2 separate regions of the Mus musculus genome follow, and region 2 is linked to region 1. Evidence: chromatin contacts called from public promoter capture Hi-C data. All regions are on one chromosome and are shown on one strand. The core of a region is the stretch at or near the end of the contact, and the rest is flanking DNA. Distances in the headings are between cores, read along the strand shown. Region 1 holds the start of Lgr5 (leucine rich repeat containing G protein coupled receptor 5). Region 2 holds the start of 4930579P08Rik (RIKEN cDNA 4930579P08 gene).

What was found. Promoter capture Hi-C pulls out the DNA fragments that hold promoters and counts their contacts.
Region 2: a promoter capture Hi-C map of liver shows a contact between it and region 1, with 4 times the contacts expected there. The contact joins the promoter of 4930579P08Rik here to the promoter of Lgr5 in region 1. A contact is called at or near these places in 2 of 39 promoter capture datasets (hippocampal neurons and liver).

The regions. Positions count from the first base shown.
Region 1 is chr10:115,583,047-115,590,951 of GRCm38.p6, reverse strand. Lgr5 (leucine rich repeat containing G protein coupled receptor 5) reads left to right here and starts at 3,172. Exons shown (of 18, transcript NM_010195.2): 1 at 3,172-3,670. The coding sequence starts at 3,459.
Region 2 is chr10:116,724,671-116,732,575 of GRCm38.p6, reverse strand. It overlaps 4930579P08Rik (RIKEN cDNA 4930579P08 gene), which reads right to left and starts at 3,323. Exons shown (of 3, transcript NR_131036.1): 1 at 3,124-3,323; 2 at 1,446-1,583. It overlaps 1700030O20Rik (RIKEN cDNA 1700030O20 gene), which reads left to right and starts at 3,399. Exons shown (of 3, transcript NR_045345.1): 1 at 3,399-3,499.

The DNA.
Region 1 (7,905 bases), core at 1,923-4,422:
TCCAGGTTCTAAAGTTACCAGGAAAAGGGCACAATTCTTGGGATAGGACAAAGACTCGGGTCCAAAACCCAACATAAAAACTGACATTTCCCATCCTTAAATGTCAGGTGAAAATGACATCATCCCTGAATCCTACAACCTCGTATGTGACTGTGTATGTGTCACTCTAAAGGCCCAGTCAATGCTATTGCTCATTACCAGTCAATTTGAAACGTTTATAAATTAGATGCTATTTTCAAGAAAGCAGAGATCATTCTCGAAAGTCTTATTGAAACTTTCCTTTTGGGTGTGAGACATTTGATTTTGCTGTGTTTCGTCTTTTGGTGAAACTTAAGTCATCCACATACATCTCTACTCAAGAAATAAACTTCCCACCAGCTGTAGAATTCCCTTTGTGAACTCTTTCACAGGGTTGTCAAGAGCTTTAAGAACCATCAGGCCCTCTGAAGTCCTATGCTTTCAAGGTTTCTACTGAGCTGGGTTGTAAATTGGCCATGGGGGGATTCTTACTCACTGAGTCAAGCAACTAGCAAAACTATGTGTTCATGCACTTGGGGATGGGAGCAGAAGGATTTAGATTCAGGCGACCTTAAAAATTTACTTCTAAGAATCCATTTATTGCCGGTGAGATTTCTCTATAAGGCAGAAGCTGAACCTTCTCTGAACTCAGAATGTTAGTCTTAGAGCTTATGGAGTCAGAGTGAGGGTCCTCTGACTCCAGGATCCACAACAATCCTCCAATCAGACCCAGGCCACTCTCCTGGGGTCAGCTATAAGGCTGACCAATTCAAAGTCTGGGAGGCAGCTCCAAAAGGAGAATTATGGAGTATTCTTACCAATGGGAGGTAAATGTTGAATATGCAAAATGGAGAGAGGAAGGGAGGGGGAAGAAGGGGAAAAGAAAAATAGAAGGACGATGTAATTGATGCCCCCATCTTTATTTGACATATCTGTCTTCCTGTTTTATCAAATCAGAAACTTTTCTGCCCCAACTTCGTGTGTTAACAAGCTTCAACACTGCCCCCCCCCCCAAAAAAAAAAAAGAAAGAAGAGGAAAATCACTGATGGCTTGTAAATTTGGCATGGGCCAAGTTCCAGACACTGTAACATCTAGAACAACCAAGATAAATAACACCTCCACCACTTTACCGGAATGGTTACTGAGACTTGGCTCATTTGGGGTCTGCGATCAAGCACCATGAAGCTGGAAGAATCTAGATTCACATGCAGTTCTACCCGACCCACTCCACGGCAACGCTATGCTCCTTTGGGTAACACTGACATCAAAGGGCGTTGTTTGGTGCTTTTAAACAGATTGTGGGCACAACCATTTCTGCATGCCTAGACCCTTCCCTCAAAGGGATCAAGCTAAAGTTGATTAAACACTTGAGATAAATGATCCTTGAGTAAAGAAAGGTAACTAAGGTCTAGGACACTGCAGACATCTCCGATTGTATCCCTACAGGTACCCATGCAATCCACAGAAAGAGTGAGAGTCTCCAGTTCCATTTTTTTAAATGGAAGGAAAATAGGTAATGAGTCAGCATTGTCTAAGTGTGGATGGAATGGCTGAAAAAGACAAAAACCAGTGAGAGTGGGCAGAGGACAGGCGCAGTGGGTGTATTGTGAATGAGAGAGGAGGTAAGGGAAAGAACACAGTGAGGGGAATGCATTGGCTTCCCAGAAACCAAGTCTAACTCATGGCATGGTTCTCCATGGAACTACTCTTCCCAGATCCTAGGCTGTGATTTCTTCCCTTAATAAATGAATAAGATGAGAAAGACCATGACTGCGCTCTGCAAGTGTGTGTGTGTGTGTGTGTGTGTGTGTGTGCATGTGTGTGTGTCCGTCCCCCAAACCTTATCAAGGAGAAACACAAACTTACTGAAAACAGGCCTCACCCAACAAAAATCCATACTCGGACTATAGGTTCAAATGAAATAATATAAGTTCATAAATATGCATGTATCCGTATATGGCTATATCAGGCAGGTGAAGAGGCAAGTTTAGGAACCACTCCTAGGACTAAAAGGTGATAAATATGTCACATAAAGGAAAGTCTTCCTGCTTTTAAAATTCAGTTTCTCAGATAAATTCCACTGGACAGACTAAGAATCAAATCTAGGTGGACTTGAATGCCAAAGGGCTACCGGACTTCCTGTGGTCCAGAGGGGAAAGTTGGCAAAGTAGGCTTGGCCTGAAATCCACAGCTGTTCGCTCAGGTGTGGTCGACTTTTACTTCACTGAGGTCTAGTTCCAAAAGGGGGGGAGGGAAAAAGGGAAGAGGAGGGAGGGAGGGTGGGAGGGAGGGAGAGTGAGAGGGAGGGAGAGAAGAATGGAGGGGGGGAGGGAGAACCAAATCTTCAGGTTCTTCTTTCTTCTCATCCTTTTTCCCAGCAGAATTCCCTGTTGGTGTGTAAGAACTTCCTTCTTTCATTAGTGTTCTTCCAAGGTGTCTGAAAGGAGGCCTAGGAGACTCACCTGAGTGGGGTGGCTCTTGGTTTTAAGATCCCTCCACAAGTGAACAGCGTGAGAATATCACCCCCACCCCGAGGCCGCTGCCTTTTTAAAGCCAGTTTGCTTCCCTGGTCCAGGGTGAATTGGGAGGACCCTGGAGTACCAGCTTACTAGTTTTATTTGTTTAGCGATTTCTTTGAGGCTTTGATAGTTGAGCAAGAGGGAGCCAGACAGCGCCCTGATGGAAGGATCAAAAAGGCCACCCATCTTCCCGGGGGACTCCTGCTCTCCTTCTGTGATGCCAATCTTTCGGATCAGATTTTGGTCCTTTTAACAAGCACTGCATGCATCCCCCTAGGTTATCTGACATGGACCAGAGAAAGCCTGTGTTATCTTTCAGTCCCTAAGTGTCCCCTTAGGTTGTTTTGAAGCAAGTCCCCTTTAGCTTTCACATCTCAGTCGCGGGTACCCAGGAACTGTAGAGGATGGGTGCAGGTGGGGGACCCCTGCCGGGCCCGGGACGCTGGGTGCAGGTACCCACCCATTGGAAGCGCCCAGCACTCCCCAAGACCTCAGGCTGCCAGCCGCCCGCGCAGCCGGGTCCAGGGATGGTGGGAGGGAGGAGGGAAAGCGAGGCCGGGCTCGGGGTGCCTGGAAAGCAGGGCTGCGCTGACGTCACTGGGCGCGCAATTTGGCTGGAGCGCTTTAAAAAAGGAGCGTGCGAGCGGAGATGCTGCTGCACACAGCTCAGACCGCCTGCAGCAGCAACAACGCTCACAGCCACTGCGGCGACTTCAGAGAGAGGGCTCCCGAGGCCGGTGGGACCACGATTCTCTGCGCGGTCCCCACGGGGCTACGACCCGGCAGACGCCCATTGGGGTTGCAGACGTCTGGTGAGCTGCAGAAGCCGGTGGAGAAGAGCCCGGAGCGCCTCGGTTCTGCATCAGCCCCGGCGCTGCCCTCTACAGGCTCCCTGCTCTCTGCTCCCAGTCTCGGGCACCATGGACACCTCCTGCGTCCACATGCTCCTGTCCTTGCTGGCGCTGCTGCAGTTGGTGGCCGCCGGCAGCTCACCGGGACCAGATGCGATACCGCGGGGCTGCCCATCACACTGTCACTGTGAGCTGGATGGCAGGATGCTGCTCAGGGTGGACTGCTCGGACCTGGGGCTCTCGGAGCTGCCCTCCAACCTCAGCGTCTTCACCTCCTACCTGTAAGTGACCCCCCCCCCCGCCTCGCTGCGGGCACCGAGCTCAAAAGGGATGGGGTATAGGTGGGAAACCTCGGCTGGGGCTCCCCACAGGCACACGCCTGCTCCGGAGGGGGCAGGCGAGTTTGCCAAGGGCATTCTGACCAGACCTGTTGTGCCTCCAGAGAAAGGCACGTGTCTCTCTCTCTGACAGAGCAGAGCCTAGCTTTCTGTACCCTGGGAGAAGGAGCTTAAAGCGCACTGGGGCAGAGAGCCGGTGCGCAGGCTGCTTTGCAGTGCCGCGCCTGGCAGGACGCAGGACCAGTCCCTCCGAATGTGCGCATTTGTGTGCTGAGTGGGGGTTTGTGCTCAGGGACCTGGGACCCAAGGGCAGGCTGTCCTATTGCTCACAGGCGCGACCTCTGCGTCTGGGCTGAAAAACTTTCCCTGCAAGAGAAACACAACTTCTTCAACCCCCCCCCCGGGGGGGTGCTGCTCTGCACACACCGCCCCCCCCACACACTGGAGTGTGGTGAAATCTCTTTTCTTTTTTTCTTCCTTTTTTTTTTTAAACAAAGTGATTAAAATGTGGCAACCACAAACCCCCGATTAGAGCTGCCAGAACGTTATCTTTACCTTTGGCTGGCCGAACCGCCCTTTGAAGTGCCGCCGGCCACATTGTAATCTTTAACCATCTCCTCCCCCGCCGCAGCTAAGGGAAGTGGGCTGAAGGCAGCCGGGCGGGTAAACAGGGGCGCCGCTGACATCCAAAGGGGGACCTGGAGCTTTCTATCGGCCCCTGGGAATTGTCCTAGCTTTTCTGCTCCTGCTATGGCGTCCAAATCCCCGACCGTGGAACCAAAGCTGCGGTTCCTTAATAATGTGGTCTCTGAGAAGCCCAGGCGGGAGGGTGACAGGTGGTGGGTTAGATGAGGTGACTCAGAAGCGACTCATCTCTGTGGGACCGAGATAAGTACTCCTCCCGACTCTCCTTCAAATCTGAAGCTCGGTTCCTTGGGGCCCAGAGACCAGGGTCAGGCCACCTTGAGGTAACCCGATCTCCTAACTATGAGGTGAAATAAATTTGTGGTCTTTATTTTTTTTAAAATCAAGACATTTCGCCGAGCCCATTCCAAACCCTGTGTTCCCAGTTTCGGCTTTCTCTGATGTTACCTTGGCAGGAGTTGACTGAAATGGTTGTGAGTTCGGTTTTCCCCCCCTCTGGTTAGGAGTTTTGCGGGAAGAAACACCAGGCTTACACAATGTTCCCCTGCTAGGCAGTGAGTGGTTGTTTTGTTTTGTTTTTCTTCTGGAGACAATGAGCAACAGAAAATATCGTTCGACCTGTTTTGATATTGTGACTTAAGAAAGAGACCAGCCTCCTAGGTTTCCGTGTTGGGCACCTCCGTGTTCCGTGAAACTATTCAGGTCACTCTTATTTGACTGGATAGAACATAATTTTTCCCCACCGGGTTTCCCTTCAGTTGAAATCATTACATGCGGTGATAATTTTTTTAGGGATGGAATTCTGCTCTGGGAAACAAGCGTTCTCTCCGAATTTACATTTCCTTCGGAACAGCTGTCTTACCACAGACTTTAATACGCTTCCCTTCCCCCCAGCCTCCCTAGTTTAACCGCTAACTTCAGTAATTCGAGGGATAATGTGTTCTCCAGTTTGTTTCTGAGATCAGCTTGGTGATTTCTCTTTTAGGGACTACGCTATCCCCCACCCCCACCCCCAACGCTGCGGAAATTTGACTATAGACAAGTGCAGTGAGCAGCCCCCCTCACACACATTGCAAACATATCATATAACATATTACAAAATATGCAAACACGTTGACGAAGTGTCCGGCTTACTTTTTTTTTCCTCCCACGTGAAGGAATGAACATTTGTTGGGCTTATGTTACCAAAAGCCTAAAATTCTTTTTTTTTAAACGCGATTTCCCATATACATCAGATGTATCTAATTGCATCCTGCCTTCTCTGTCTCAGAAGTTACTGCCACCTACTGCCACTGCTTTCTGTCCCTCACTATAGACAATCTCTGAAAGTTAGAATTCAATTAGGAAGGATGCTACTTGATGACACTCTGCACCCCGTGTCTAAGGAAAGGGGCTCTCTGTGCCTTCCGTAACATTAAACTCAGAGTGTCTACACTGGTAGGCTCCTCTCAGGGCTCACGTTTCTGGAGAGGTGAGGACTGGATATAGGAAACTGTCCTGTGAAGAACCTGCCTGTCCTTCTTAACGTGATTTCCTGATCCTCCTCCTCCTCCTCCTCCTCCTCCTCCTCCTCCTCCTCCTCCTCCTCCTCCTCCTCCTCCTCCTCCTCGGCACAAAATTCCAGGAGCAGTGGCGGTATGTCCTTCACCCTGGGTTGAAGATTTGTGTTTGACACCTCGAGGGGCTTCTCCGCAGACTTAGGAGTAAGTGACGCCCTCTTTTGGTTCCCCCTAGTATTACCTGAACATTTCTGCGTCGGATGTCAATTCCTAACCGAGCGCTTCTCCACCTTCCTAAGGCTGAGACCCTTTAATATGGTTTCTCGTGCTGTAGCGACCCCCAACCACAAAATTATTTTTGTTGCTACTTCATAACTGCAATTTTGCCACTGTTATGAATCGTAGTGTACATTCTTTCGGAGACAGAGGTTTGCCGGTGGGGCTGCGGCCCACCTGTTGCGAACCACTGTACATGGGGATTTTTTATTTACTCACATTCAAGTAAATAACCATGTGATTTCTTGTTTTAAGAACTACGTTTTTTGAAACTTTTTAATGGAGCATTAAAATTATGATCTCACCACCCTGGCGCAAAGCAGTAATTGAGTGTGTCGTGATCCATAGGTGAATGGCCTAGAAAGCTGTCTTAGACTGTTTGCAGTAGGGTATCACCATTCATTTAGTCTAAATGGTATCTCCCAAGACCTCTAAAGTAAAAGGATAAATGTTTTGTTGTGCTGTGTTTTACAAACAGATTGTATACCAAGTTCCAGCTGTAAACACTTGCCAGATAGACTAGCCACAATCTGATAACTGACTAATAATCATCATAGGTAAAGGTTTCCTATCCCTCTTCATAAAAGGCGTGGACATTGTGCATCATTTTATAACCTCTATTCCCAGAGAACGTAAATCCAAAGGCAGCCTCTACAGTCACGTTAAGCCTGCATTCTTCCCCAGTAACCTATAGCTGGACCACTGAACATCATTGAAAACTGGAAATTTCTCCTTTAGATCTTCCTCTCCTCCTTCTTCTCTACCTCCCTCGTCCACTCCCATTGCTTAGGTTGTAAGGCTCACTCTGCAGAAAATAAGGCACACACAGAAGTTCAAACAGAAAGTAGACAACCACTGTGTGAGCGGTCAGAGGCAAAGTGGGTCGGGCAGCTAATCTTAGGCTGAGTTCTTTTAGTCCATCCAATGTGGCAGTTTTCAAACAGGGTCATAGAAGTAGACTTCTGCACGCTAGTTTATGTTTTCATCGTCTAGTTAGTGTGGAACCCAGGCAGGCTAATATAGTTACTTGCTTTTCCATATAGTCCACTACATAGTAATATATGGAAAAAAATTTGGAAAATAGTCCACTACTTATTTTCCTTTTAAATGAGAACTAAACTTTTCCTTTAGATGTATATCCCATCCCTTAGCAAACATGGGCTGTAGGGACAAAGAGAATCACAAGAACCTTTATATTTATGGGATTTGGTTGCTTCTCCATATGGTATTTTGAAACAAAATTTAGTTCTATACCTAATTAGTAAAACCCGGTGTTACTTATAACTAACCAGAAAAATCTCAGCTGTACCATGTATGGCTTCAGACTTTTATATGTTTTAAACACGTAAGATGCAACTTCAAAGTTAAAAATTTTTTAAAAGTTTTAGAATCTTCTTCAAAAATTGAACATTTCTGATTCTCTTCAAACAGAGACAGACATTTTAAGCAAAAGAAAATGTTTGCCCTTTAGAAATAGTTCCAAAAGGCTTAATAGGTGTGTCCTACAATTTAGACCAATTGCAAAATGTCTACCGTTTGTCTTGGCAGGTGCATTATTTATATTTTGTTTAAGGGAGAAGACCCATAACTTTTCTGCATTGTAACGAAGTCTGTCTTCTCCAGTATTGGGGGTTAAGAGTCCAGTAGAGATTATGTTATGGGAGCAATATTGATGCTAATTGGCTAAATTAGTTGAAATACTTTTTAAATGGTGAGTTAAGTTTCAGACAATTTAATAACATAAATTTGGAGCAAATA
Region 2 (7,905 bases), core at 2,074-4,573, 1.1 Mb before region 1:
GATGAACAGCAGTGTGGAAGTGTAAGCTGAATAAACCCTTTCCTCCCCAACTTGCTTCTTGGTCATGATGTTTGTGCAGGAACAGAAACCCTGACTAAGACACCACACGTAGCCGATTTTTCCGCTTCTTTTGACTATTCTTGCAGACTCCGAGTTACTGCTATGTCAGCCGTGTCCTGTTCTTCCCAGGCTGTGCTAAGAAGCCCCTTGCAGGGCTCTCCATAAAACGTCTTTCCGGTCGCAGCACCATGCATAACTCATCTGTTTGTGTATCTCTGCTTTTCTGGTCACTGGGAACATCGAGGTCCCTTTAATTTGCCTCGTCTAAACCAGCATTTCTCAAACTGTGCACAACGACCCTTTCTCGAGGCCACCTAAGACCATCAGAAAACACAGATATTTATATATTATGCTTCATAACAGTCGCAAAAGTACAGTTATGAAGTAGCAACGAAAATAATTTCATGGCTGGGGGTCACCACAGCGTAAGGAACTCTAGTCAAAGGTCGCAGCATTAGGAAGATCGAGAGTTGCTGGGCTAAGTAAGTCCGCAGGCAGTGCTTACAACAAACATAGCTGAATGTAACCGAGGCAAGAGTGAGCTGGAGGGTACTGCTCTCTTGTGTTACACTTAGGGCCATTTTCTTTTTCCCGTGTTTTATTGCGCCATTTTAAGCATAAACAGGACCAGAGACCATTCTTCTTATTTAAAAAAAAATGCAAGTAGAAATTTGGGGTAAATGACAAGAGTCCACATGCAACCCTCTTCCCCCTCCAGTCCCCCGCAGAGGCAGCTAAAGTCCTGAGTTGAGTGTGTATTCTCCGTGATACCGCATCTTGGTATTGTCTCTCCTATCAGTGTCCGAGGCAATCAATGCCTGGCCCTATTACCCACTGAGTTCTTGTTAATGATTGCAGGAGAGATCCCAGAGAGACAAGGGAAAGGGACTGGAGTTTTAAGTGGAAAAATAGTAATTTTAGAGGCATTACCTCACTCAGAATTTGTGAGAAAGCAGAACAAGACCCTTAAGCCATGTAGCCAGAAGCAATGCCCAAACTCCCCTCGTGTGTCTGCTGTGGATGGGACATCCAGCAATGTCCCAGTCCCTCTCCCAGTCCCTCTCCCAGTCCCTCTCCCAGTCCCAGTGGCATTCAAGCCCCAGGACAGCTGCTACCTTGAAGGAGCCAGATGTCTCTGCCCACACTTGCTGGCAAACACCTTTCCCCTCTAGCAGCCCTGTTCCTGTGGCTTTACTGTCACTATCCCAGTCACTGCTCCACCCTTATGGTGACGGTGACAAGACAACACAAAGCAGGTGACCCCTGGGAAAGGCACTTGGGTTGCCAGTCTGGTGGCGTTATATCAATGAGCAGCTAGCTGGCCATTATATAGAAAGATACATCTCATGCCGGTGGCAACTGTGGGATAAGCAGAGAGAAGTCACCTGCTTTAGTTAGACTTTGTGCTTCTGATATCTGGGTCCTACACGCCAGCAGAGAGAGGTGGCGGGTAAAGTTTGTTCTCCTTTGCTGCTGTGTTAGGAACAGTGACTTCAATGGCGTCTCAGGACCTCTTCTGGGTACTAAAATTGATTGACAGAAACAATAAAATGATGGGTGTGCTCTTCAATTGATATCTCAAGTTTATGGAGTCTGTCTTACAATACAGCAATTTGCAGTGTAGATACTAATATTGAGTTTCCCTCTGATAACCTCCACTCCTTACACACACACACAATCACAACCACAATACACACTTACTATTTGAGTGTGTGTGTCTTCCTCTCTATCGGTCTGTCTCTCTCTGTCTCTCTGTCTCTGTCTCTCTGTCTCTCTCTCTGAGTCTGGCATATAGCTTTTCTGATGTACCAATGGGAACAAAGACTCAGATTCATGCAGTGTTTTTGATGAGTTCCTACGGCCGTGTATTTACAGTGATGAGCTTTTTCTGAACCCCAACTCAACAAGCACGACTTGACTAAGAAGTTGGGAAGATTTTTCTTGGTTTCGCTGGTCTTGAGCTCCACCACTGGGCAGAGGGGAACCTTTGCTGTGCCTTTCTTTCACTGTCCTGTGGGCACCTTTGAGTCAGGCCCACTTGAGAAGGCAGCTGTTCCAATCAGGGTGTGGATCTTTCCACAAACACTTGTCATCTCCCGATTGCTTGGAGACAGAGGCAGAATGAGATGAAACAGGGAGGGGGAAGGGCACGTGGACGGGAGACTGAAAAAGCTGTTAAATGGAGAGAGGACACTAAGGGAACGAATTTTCTTTAGCTGTGTTCACAGGAGTTTCTCACGTGATACATTCGTGTCTCCCCCCCACTCTCTCTGTAGCACTGGGCTAGTTATGTGCACTGTGGCACTTCACACCCGAAAAGCCTTTTGTGTAGGTATTGTAATCTCTGTCTTTCATAGATCCAGAAAGCCATCTGTTTATTAAATTCTAATTCACACACTCCTCCAGAGAAGTTCCCCCCTACCTTGCCCCCCCCTTCTCTCTCTCTCTCTCTCTCTCTCGAATGGAACCATGGAATCCAGGGACTTAGATGTGTGAGCCAAGCTCTCTACCACAGAGAGATATTCCTATTCTTTTCACCTTTTGATTTTACAGATTTTTGGGCTTATTTTGAGACAATGTTGCTAGGTCACCTAGGCTGACCCCGAAACTCACTCTGTAGCCCAGGCAGATCTGGCACTTTCAATCCCCCTGCCTCAGCCTTCCAAGTAGCTAAGATTACAAGTCCCCACATCTGATGGAGAGCTGGCTCAGCGGTTAAGATCACTGTCTGCTCTTCCAGAGGTTCTTAGTTCAATTCCCAGCAACCAAGTGGTGGCTCACAACCATCTGTAATGGGATCTGATGCCCTCTTCTGCTCTTCTGATATGCAGGTCTACATTCAGTTAAAGCACTCATTAAAAAAAAAATTAAAGGAAAAAAAAAACGTACAATCAAGACTATCAGGCCTGGCTTGGGGTGGGAGTGGGGTGGGGTGTCCCCCTTTCTAAGAATACATAGAATTATACTCTATTTGAGACCAAGCTGCGAGGCTTCTCCTTAGGATGCAAATTTTGGGAGAGGGATGGTCTAGTTTTGGCTCCAGAGCAGACAGGTTCATCCCACCTTCGGGCAGCTGGAGCTGCTGAGCAGAAAGACAGACAATCTGGTCTAAAGAGTCCTTCACAGTGTGTGTGGGAGCTCGCCATTACAAGCAAAGAGAAGGCAAAACAAGGAGCAGAAGGCACAACTGGGTCTGAGATATAGACAGCTGTTGGACCAGGCTGCAGACATCCTGTGTACACAGACCTGGACCTCTACAGCGCAGGCGCGGAGCCAACCGCCTCATCCCACCACCCCCCCCCCCCCCGCACCCCCCTATCCCCACCCCCCACCCCCGCCTCCTAGCTTGGTCTACCTAACTCTTCAAGTCCTGCTCTGGCAATTCCTTCCCGTTCCTCCTCCCTCTCCAGTTTCTGTCACAGAGCCAGCCTGAAAACAGGTATGAGGTGGTGGGTCAGGTTCCATGAAGGAGTTGTATTTATTAGGCCACCCGCAGGGTAAGGGACAGCCTGAAGAGGGAAGCCCAGCTAAAGCAGGTTCCCACAGGAGTAAGGCGCAGGCTCACCTTGAACAACACACTACCTTCAAGGCCAATTAGATGGGAGGGGGTCTCCTGTAGCACCAACCTCCCGTGGAAAAGGCTTCCCTTTCCCTATGGAGGCCACGGGTTCATTCTGAGGGCTCCACTAGTCAGTGTGAAAGACAGAAAGGATCTTTATGAACTACAAACAGAAACGTGCATCACCGGGCTTAAGTCAAAAAAAGAAAAAGAGAGAATCTAGACATTTCTTACAGAGAACACAATTACAACATCTCTTTCTGATGATGAAAGTATCGCTTTGTTCAGTTTGAAAATAACTAAAATAAATAAATATACAATACTCTTATAATTCTTATTCTGGGCAAACAACATCTTTGGGTAACTTCCTTTTCCCCTTAAACTGAAGGAAGCAGCAGTGTGATTGGCCGCTGAACCGTCTGCTAGTCTTACTACTTTGTGTCTAACATCTCTTCTTTCAAGCTGAAGTTGTTTCCTGATTTTTCTTCTCCCACCTACAGCAGCCACAGGTCGCTTTTCCCTCCCAACGGGTCCGGCTGGCTGTGTGTTCTCATCTGTTAGCTAGAAGGGGCGCGTTTGTCTTTCTAATACTCTCTCAGATCTTTTGGGGTGTGCGGAGTTTGTGCGCTTGGAGTTTTTGGCCCTTCTTGCCCTCAGCCTTCATTCCTAAGCTGCCGGCACTTTTCTGCAGCCTACAGTCCCCGTGTGAAGCTAGCCTTGAACTTATTCTCTTGGGTTGCCAGCCTATCATTTCCGCAAAGCTCACGGCAGGAGAATGCCCAGTACTTTCAGTATCTTTCACTGGAGGTGTAATCTGAACGAGCTGACTGAGAGCAGCCCTTGTTCAAGTGAGTGTTGGCATCCTCTTCTCCCCCGGCGCCCCACTCCCAAACCCCAGCAAGTCAGGCTTCACAAGGAGACGCAACAAGGACTGTGGAAAAATGGAGAGAGAAACTGAGCTGCAATCCCACAGTCCCAAACAGTTCATGAAGTGCGCGCTTGGAGAGAGAGAGCCACAAGGCCCCTGGGAGCCTTTGTTTTTCCGAAAGCAGGAAGGTGTCGGAATTCTAACTGAAAAGTCTAGCTGAGCTGGATGGGGGAGGGTAAACTGACTCACTGGAAGCCCTTGGTGGCAGAGGAGGAACAGAAGAAATAGAAAATGTCTGTGGATCTTGAAAGATGACAAGGCAAAATTCAGGGAGCGTAAACCAACACCTGGCACCTGAGCTTGAAGCGGGCAACAGCATTAGCTAAGTAACGCGGCGCTTCTGAGAGGGCAACTTTGTATGGAAAATGAAATCATGCCAGGACAGACCTTTTTAGTGTGTGATGGACTGGATGTCCACGTTTAGCAAATGCAAGCTAAACAGGATGACGTCCTGCACAGGAGATGCGGGAGGAAGCTAAAGCTTACAGCTTGCACCCTGCATGTCACATATGACGGACGTCACTTAGACCCAGAACCGAGAAGATAGAAAAGGCTCTTAGCAAAAGTCAACAAGAGATGGGATGGACAGGGACCATCTGACAGGAATTTAAAGCAGCCACCAGGAAATTGCTTTAGCAGGGAATTACGAGCTAACGAGAAAACAAACACAGCAGAAAGTTTGAGAGAAGTGAAAAGGAGGAAGAGGAAGAAGGGGAACCTTACAACTGAAAAAGTGGAAAAAATAAACCCTGTTAATTAAAAATATGAAAATGAGATAGACAATTTTAAAAACAAAATACAAATGACCACTTACATGAAAACGTACCCAGCCTCACTAATCACAAGCAAATCAAAACCACAATGAAATGTCACCTTAGTTGGAAAGGTTACCTCCCTCCCCCAAAGAGACAGAAAAGAATGAACATTGGTGGATGAGAAAGGCGAGTCCCATACACACACTGTTAGTAAAAATTAATAAATACCACCATTACATTGTGTGACACAGCAGGTCCCACTACCCACAGCACATCTAAAGGAACTGAGACTAACAAGTGAATGAGAAATCGCTGCCATGTTTACTGTGGCAATATTCACAATACCCAGGACATGGAATCAAGCTAAATGTCCACCAGGAAATGGACAAAGTGAAGAACGTCATATACACAATGGAATATTACTCAATCATGAAAAAGTGAAAAAGCTGCTGTGGGCAGCAACATGGAACCAAAGGTCACCCAGTGAACTAAGTCAGTAATAGAAAGACAAATGCTTTCATTTAAACATGGATGCTGAAAAGCTGATCTCAAAGGAGCAAAGGCTAGGATAGTGGTTAACAAAGCCTGGGCAGGTTGGATGACACTGGACAGGACACAGAGGATTCCTAACTGGTACAGGGGTGACCCTGAGTAGAGGCAGCATCCAATGTTCTATAGCACGATAGCACATTGTAAGTTCTATGGGATAGCCATAGTGACAGCAATTCACTGAATATTTCAAAATAATAGCATATTCCCAGCAAAAAGGTAAATTAATATTTGAGGTGATGGTTCTGCCAGTTATCCAGTCCTGATCAGTACCTACTTATGTATTAAAACACTATACTATACCCCATTGATACATGTATCACAGTGTGCCATTAAAAATAGAACTGAAACAATTTTAAATACTTACTGGATATAATCAATAATTGAATGAATAGAACATAGGAAAATGTTTGAGAACTCGAGATGGGAAAAGCAGAAGTTGCATAACTTGAGCAACAGGGAGCCCTAGCTATCTGGATGTAATGTGACCTAATGTGACAGATTTAACCTTGGTACAGTAGACTTCCGCAGGCAGGGCGGGGTGGGGGCAGGGCAGGGCGGGGCAAGGGAGGGGGAACAGCATGGCAGAGGAAAGGTGCTCAAGTAAGTAATGGCCAAAAACTCCCCTAAAGCCAAGATCAGGAAGGTCAGTGGATCTCAGATGAAAAAAATCCACGTCTTCCTCACATTTAGTCAGGTGAAAGAGAAGTCATGAGCTTTCTAAATTATGTTGGATGGTTGATTAAATGTCTCTAACGTTATCTAGTGCTGTTCTTAACATATGCAATGGAAATAGGAAAGATGATGATTCTATGAAGAGGGTGATAAAACCTTAGGGGAAAAAAAAAACTCAGCTGGGCATGGTGGTGCACGCCTTTAATCTCAGCACTCGGGAGGCAAAGGCAGGTGGATTTCTGAGTTCGAGGCCAGCCTGGTATACAAAGTGAGTTCCAGGACAGCCAGGGCTATAGAGAAACTCCGTCTCGAAAAACCAAAAAACCAAACCAAACAAAACAACAACAACAACAAAAAAACCTCTATTTTTTGATTGATTAAATTTAATTGATTTTCATACACATATACAGGGCATTCCATTCACTCTCACCTCCTCCCTTTCCTCATTTCCTGCTCACCCCTGCCATTACCCCCATCCTCCCCACAGGTCCCCTTTCTATACCCACATCTTTTTGCTTTTTTTAAATGACCCACTGATTTTAACTAGGACCCTGCCTATGGCCACCGGTTTGGAGCTAGACAATAGTGCTCAATGGGAGCAAGATTTGGTCCATAGCTGAAGACAAGGACTTCCCAGCCCTAGAGTCTATCAGTCATAAATAGTTCAACAGGGAGGGGTGAAGTCTCATGAGCCCCTCCATGTTCATATTGGCTGCTTGACAGGCCCCATCTTGTGCAAGCAACCATAGCTGCTATGAGATCATAATTGTAATGACTGAGTCACGCCATGAAGATAGGATTTTGCAGCCCTTGCCCGTGTGGTATCATGTGACCTCGCTGCAGCCTTAGTTCTGGACATACAGTGTGTGTTGTGCACCTTGCACTATGCAGAATGTCACAGCACTGAATGCAGCCTGAAACAATCATGTATTATGTGTGTTATGGGTTGCAGTGTTTTTGCTGGACAAGCACCATTCCTGCTCTTATAGAAACATAATGGCCTAATTACATAAAGAGAAAGCTTTTAAAATATTGTTCTGCTATCACTCCTAGCACATAAGAATCAAGTTTGAAGATCCTTGCATTATGTTATGTGAGAATGTTGGAGTCACTGATCTGAGTTTCATAAAAAGTTGTTTAAGGAAGTATGATTTGATTATCCGTAGCAACAATTGACCCGTCCAGCAGGTCCAGTTATTTGAGGGTCTCGAGGGGACTTTCTCCTAAGAACCAAATAGGGGGAGGGAGAGACGAGAACCAAGTGCAATGAACGACACATGGAAGCAGTCTGATTAGCATCAAGGTCTCACTGTATTCAGCAAGGCTCAAGGTTTAAATGCACAAGCAAAGGAGGAAGTACTTCTCAGCAAGAGGGATGG